Regions from separate parts of the Mus musculus genome. Here region 2 is linked to region 1. Evidence: chromatin contacts called from public Micro-C data. All regions are on one chromosome and are shown on one strand. The core of a region is the stretch at or near the end of the contact, and the rest is flanking DNA. Distances in the headings are between cores, read along the strand shown.

What was found. Hi-C and Micro-C count contacts between places; a contact is called where the count stands out from the background.
Region 2: a contact with region 1 is called in a Micro-C map of muscle stem cells, with 4 times the contacts expected there. The contact joins the enhancer-like site here to the promoter of Gpr85 in region 1. A contact is called at or near these places in 1 of 39 promoter capture datasets (pre-B cells), 1 of 15 datasets of contacts at CTCF or cohesin (the NIH/3T3 cell line), 4 of 484 Hi-C or Micro-C datasets (the Ba/F3 cell line, embryonic stem cells, muscle stem cells and 1 more), 1 of 115 datasets of contacts at active chromatin or transcription factors (embryonic stem cells) and 2 of 9 other capture datasets (adipose tissue and liver).

Annotation. Positions count from the first base shown.
Region 1 is chr6:13,838,464-13,841,550 of GRCm38.p6, forward strand. It overlaps Gpr85 (G protein-coupled receptor 85), which reads right to left and starts at 1,479. Exons shown (of 3, transcript NM_001330667.1): 1 at 1,179-1,479; 2 at 97-716.
Region 2 is chr6:13,908,295-13,911,381 of GRCm38.p6, forward strand. No RefSeq gene overlaps it. Among named protein-coding and RNA genes, the nearest start is that of 1110019D14Rik, 38 kb to the left of the region's middle. Within about 2 kb of position 1,622, at least 11 of the 459 cell types and tissues checked have an H3K27ac peak or open chromatin away from gene starts, as enhancers often do. A contact at or near this core is called in adipose tissue and muscle stem cells, where this site is marked.

The DNA of each region.
Region 1 (3,087 bases), core at 229-2,728:
AAACCCTCAGGGAGGGCTGTATCCTGATGAACCTGCAGTTTCATCAGCACGGTGCAACCCCCTCCCCCAAACTTAACCGAGAGTATATCCTCCTACCTGTTGGTGTTGGATATCCCGACAGACTATAGCTTCTTCTTTCTATAAATTGCTGATTTTTTTTTCCTGAGTGCCTTGACTGAGCATCCAGGCAGGGCTCGGCGGCGCCTGCGCGTTGGAGCCTCCTTCAGCTCCAGCCGCGTCCTCCCCTGTCGCAGCGGCACCGTCTCCCCCAGTAACGCAGGGGCCGCGGCGGCGGCGGCGCGGTGGCGAGGGCGGCGGCGAGGCTTGCTCCGGCCTCCGCCGAGCCAGCAGGAACCCCTGCCTGTCTCCGGAGCAGGCTGGCTTTGCTTCAAAGTCCTGTCCAGTTCAGCCGGCCCCAAATCAGGCTTTTGTTCCCTCGAGGCAGCTTCGGAACTTTTCCCTCCCCGCATGCATTGGCAGTGGGGGGCTCGGGAAGGCTCTTCCCGGACCTCAGGCCCATCCTCTTCCCCTAGGGCAGCGCACGAAGCCACCGTGCCGCGGACGGCCGCCTCCGCCCCAGCTGCCCCGAACCCTCGCCTTCCCCAAACATCGTCTTCCTTTCTCTGTCAGGGTGGTCCTGCTAAGCATTGGATGCGCCTTGTAGAATTCTTCTCAAATGATTTTTCCCCCTGCTGATCTTTGATTTGGCACGCTAGCTGGGGAGAGAAAAAGAAAGAATGAAAATTAAAAAAAAAAAAAAAAAAAAAAAAAAAAGGAAAGAAAAAAAATTAAGCACAGTCAAAAATCTTGCCAGTGGGGGAAGAAGGGAAGCGGGTTGGGGCAGCCTTGTCTTTGTCAGTGGTCATCTGTTCTTGAAGGCACGCAGATCTGCGTTTAAGGAAGGAGAGGCTAAGTTCAGGCGACAAGTGCAAAACCGATCTACACTCATTCTACCTTCTCGAACGTGACTAATGGATCAGGAGTACAAAGATTTTACATGGCTGTTCCTCGCATCCCACCCCAAGCAACAAGACTCTCCTTTCTCTTCCAAGCTGGGATGACCAATAGGTTGCTGATGTCAAAGCGGTGGAGTGTATGAGTTTCCCCTTTCCCTTTTTTTGTTATTAGACATTTAAAAAATAATAATACCAGGAATATGATGAATACCGGAAACTTACACCAGTCCACAAACACCACATAGTCTGACACCTGGTGATTAGGAACGCCCCAAGAATCATCCACGTCTCGATTCTCCCATTTCCAAAGAGTTTTTGCGAGGGTGGGGTAAGATTTTAAACAACTACCCACTCTTCACCCCTTAAAAGCTAGCAGGCACGCTTTCATTAATTCCCAAGGTGAAACGTCTGCTTGTCTTCCTGCAAGCTTATTGCTTTATAATAATCTGTTAATGAAATAGAAAAAAATATCTCTCTACAGTAATAATTCGATCTCGAGACAGCAGTAAAATACCTCATCGCTGGGTGGTGAGATTGTGACATTCAGGGGAAGTCAAGCCAATCAGCATACAGATAATATAGGTTAATTTACATATTGTATTTCTATTGGATACATAGAGGTAAAATGTTTAAAGCTTAAAAATGAATACTTCACTGTCATGATGTCACAGTCGTTACACAAAGACCAACGTTAGTAATACTGAAATAATGTTGAATTGCCCTGATTTGATTGGAGATTTTTTTTAGCCAATTAAAAAAATAATGATTAGCTGTGGGGTGTGTGTATGTGTGTGTGTGTGTGTGTGTGTGTGTGTGTGTGTGTGTCTGTTCTTTTGGTTATCCATAAAACATTTGCTTAGGCATCTTAGGAGAGTCAATCCTACAACAATACTGGAAGTAACTTGAAAATATTTCCACCCAAGGGAGACACCCTGGTTTTTGTGAAACACGACTCAGAAGAACTCAAAACCATATGATGGGTACAACTTTTAAGTAAAATCTCAAATTTGTTTTTTATGAAACTACAGATTAATTTTCTACTTAAATTTTCTACTTCTCAATGCGTTTTGCAAAGAATGGTTGTTTGCTGAACTTTTAAGATTAAAAAAAAACTATATAGAAAAAGCGATTCAAGTAAGTTAACTTAAATATCCACCATTGACAAGTTGTTAGGTTTTTCAGGTTAAGAAAACATTTAAAAGTAAATGTAAAGGTGAAAATAGATTGCCAGACCACAAGGAATAATTCATTTTGGCAAAAAGCATAGGGCTAACTAATCTTATACTTTTTTTTTTTAATCTTTTTTTCTTTTCTTTTTTTGAGACAAGGTTTCTCTGTGTAGCCCTGGCTGTCCTGGAACTCACTTTGTAGACCAGGCTGGCCTCAAACTCAGAAATCTGCCTGCCTCTGCCTCCCGAGTGCTGGGATTAAAGGCGTGCGCCACCACGCCCGGCTAACTGATCTTATACTTTAAGAAGCATATATTGGGGCTGATGAGATGCCTCAGGGAGTAAGAGCACTGACTGCTCTTCCGAATGTCCGAATCCCAGCAAGCAGAGTTGAGCGGGGCTAACCGGAGCGAGCAGAGGATTTATAAATTCAATTCCCAACTCACACACACAAAATAAAAATAATAAAATAAAAATCTTAAAAAAGAAGCATTTATTGATTCCTTAAAGATAATAGAAAGTGATATGTATATGAAGAAGCCTTTTATACCAACTTCCAGGTATACTAGAGCAATTTTTCCTTTATAATTGAGTACAGTTACACTTATTTCAGGTCCCCCTCCCCCCAGTTATTAGATAAAAATGCCAATTTTTTTATTTTTTTTGGCTTGCAAGGTGCTCAAAAACTAGTGAAATAATTTTTAATTTAGTTCATTAATGCTACAGGAGAAAAAGCCAGATTTTGCATCTTTCAACAACAGGGGTTTTAAAGATATATTTAGTGGATGGACAAGGTTTCATATTAACAAGAAGTTCTCAAAAAAGTGTATCGATTACTGAAGATTTGTTCTCATATTGTAGGGTTACTGATCTCAGCTAATTTCTTTTTTGATTCCTTGTATCACCAAACATAGAAAAAAAATTTTTTTTTGAGTTAAGGTACAAAGCAAATGCAACAAAGT
Region 2 (3,087 bases), core at 372-2,871, 70 kb after region 1:
GGTGGGGGGGTGTTCAACATGACATGAGGTACTGTCTCAAAAGGGCAAGGATTAAGAAGATAGAGATGCACTGTCCTAAGAGGGGCTTTATCTGAAGACCAAGACTTCAACAAATGAGCTGTTGGGCACCTTTAATATTCAAATCACAAACAAATCTAACTCCTAACAATTGTCCTTTTTTTGTTATCCAGCAGAAGAGCTGGGGTGGAATAGGACCTGGGGTGAGCAAGTGCTGCCTGAGGCACTGGGATGAAGAGGCTATAGAATCCTATTGACCATGACTTTTAGGCCAACAGAGTCCCTGTGAAAGGTTAGGTGCTGAGTATTTGTGAGATGCAGAAGACACTGTCATGTCCTTTGGAAAAGAAAGTCCATAAAAAGGCTATGAAGTGAGCTGGAGTATGAAATGTCCAGTAATGTAGCCCAAATGGGAAGGCAAATAAAAGCAGGAAGAACTAGGGAGGCCACAGCTGCTGGTATTAGTGGCCATTCTGGGATGGTTTCCCAAAGGCCAGAGATGTGCCAACAACAGTCTGATGATAACTTTTATATTATACGAGGGGAGGGCAGGTTGCTGCTTCCCCTGGTATCCTACCTCATAGCTGTTGTTCCACCAAACATCATGGCTTCTTCTTTGGTTCTGGAGTTTCCTGAGACTGTGCTGGGAGATGGAGAGCCCTTTCTCTGTAACAGCTGACTTCACCAGGACAGTGTGGGAACGGTTTCAAAAAATATTCTATGATAAATGTAGGCCACATTTCTCATGTTCAGCTCCATGCAAGCATAATTTAGGATGGATTTCTTCATACTTACTCAAACACAGAAACATTTATTGAAGATGTTTCCATGCATTATGTATGATTACTGTTTCCCTCCACTGTCTCTCAGATCCTCCTAACCTCCTCAGCCATCCAGTTCTAGGACTTCTCTCTCTCTCTAGAAAGCAAATTGGTCAATAATTAAATTAAAAGGCTAGAAAAAAAACCCAAAGCAAATAGAAGATGAAAAACCACAAAGGCATGAGAAACACACATACATAGAGACACATCCGCAACCACACACACACACACACACACACACCCCATAAAACACAAAATCAGAACTCATAATAGATAAGCAGAGCTAAGGTAAAACAAAGCCCAAAGTATTATGAGATGAAATGTCAACAAAAAAACAAACAAACAAACCTGTGACTCATTGTGTATTAGCTATCTGCTATTGGGCATAGGAACTCCCTTAAATGTGGGTTGTATACCAGTGAGACTTCATTGGAGAAAACTAATTTGCCTTTGGGAGCAGTTGTCAATTGGAGATAGCTTCTGGATTTGGGATGAGGGCTTTTTTTTTTCCAGATTCCTTCTCAGTACTGGTACCTCATTTGGCATGATTCTGTGCAGACCCAGTGTGTGCTGTTAGTGTCTGTGTGAGTTTATATGAGCAACAGCCTTACTGTGTCTGGGAGGCATTGTTTCTGTGGTTATCTTTTACCCACTTTTGTAGCGGTAATTTTGGCTATACCAACCCACACCCACGCCAGTTCATTCTTGACAGTTCTGACATGCCATGACTAGCTCAAAGTCTGGTCACTCCTAAACCTTTCCCTGTTAGCAAACACTCCTCTCTGGTACTCCAGAGACTCCTAAACCTTCCCCTGCTACCCCGGGCCCAATTGAGTAAGTGGTAGTGGCCACTTACCAGAATTCTTACATAACTGGTTGGCTTTCTTCCCTGAAGCTCTTAAGTCCCATTCTTCTCCCAGAGTCATGGCAATTTTCCGTTTGCTCTTCGGTTCCGGTATCTTAGCCTGTACCAATCTCCAGGTCACACCTCAGTCTACCTGCCCAGTCATTGGCTGTACGACAATTCTTTATTGCCAATCATATCCAGCAGGTGGTGGAGACCCTCAGTGTCTGGGAATTCGGCCTTTGGTAAGCAAATTGAATTGAGACAGCATTAAAACCAATCCCTAACACACACTGGCTCATAAATTCTTTCCTTCTCTTTCACACAGTTTCCTGGTCCAGTGGTAAGGTGTTTGATGAAGACATTCCATTAGGATGAAGTGTTACAAGGTCTCTTGATTTTCTGCATATTGTGTACTCATGGATCTCTGTATTAGTTTACATCTACTGCAGGAAGCAACTTTTCGGATTATGGCTGATTTCGACACTGGTCTATGGGTATAGCAGAATGCAAAGGACAGACTTCTTGATTGCAGGTTTCAATTTGGTTATCATTAGTGCTAAGAACGTCTCTGAAACCTATTGTAGACTTAAAAAGTGACCATTCAGAGTGTTTACTTACTGTGCTTCACTGTAGATACGACAGTGTTTCCTTGTTTTATAGCATAATTAGAAGATTTCTGCCTTGTACAAAATATAAAAAACTCCAAAGTCGTCATGCGCGTTCGGTTTAAATGGAATGACATAGTTTATAGGACTTTGTAGTATTGTCTTTGAAATGATGCCGAACTTAAAAATAAATCGATTTTGTAATGGAATTTCTGTGTGCTGAGTCTAGCATAGAAACCATGTCACGCTAATGTAGAGCTGGAAAAGATAAGTGATGCATCTAAGTATATTTTCCTCGGTGACTACTCCTTTGGCAGCACGGGAAAGCATAGAGAAAGTTCAGGAGTGAGCCACCACAAAGACCAAACTTCTGGTTTGTGTTGCTGAGGAAGTGCTGTATTTTAAAACAGACACTGAGAAGAATGGCAGACATCTCCATGATTAGTTAGTATTTTCCTTAAGTTCAGCTCAGGTCCTGCTACCAGATACCATTCATCTCTTGTTAAGTTACTCATTTGAAATGCTCAAACTCCACCTAGGAAAGTAGTAGTTTAATGTGGTGGCTTTTCCAGGGGAGTTGTACACCTGTTCTGAACAGAGAGGTACGTATCATGCTTTTGACTATATTCCCAGTGCTGAGGGACAAGTTGTTTTTCACATGGGTCCTCTGAATGTTACAGGAGATGGTGTCCAGATGAAAAAGATTATTGGTACTAATGAGTTCTTAGTTATATGTCTTACTCCATAATTGCATGGTTCACACTGCAGACATTTATTTTCTTGTATTTGGAGAAAT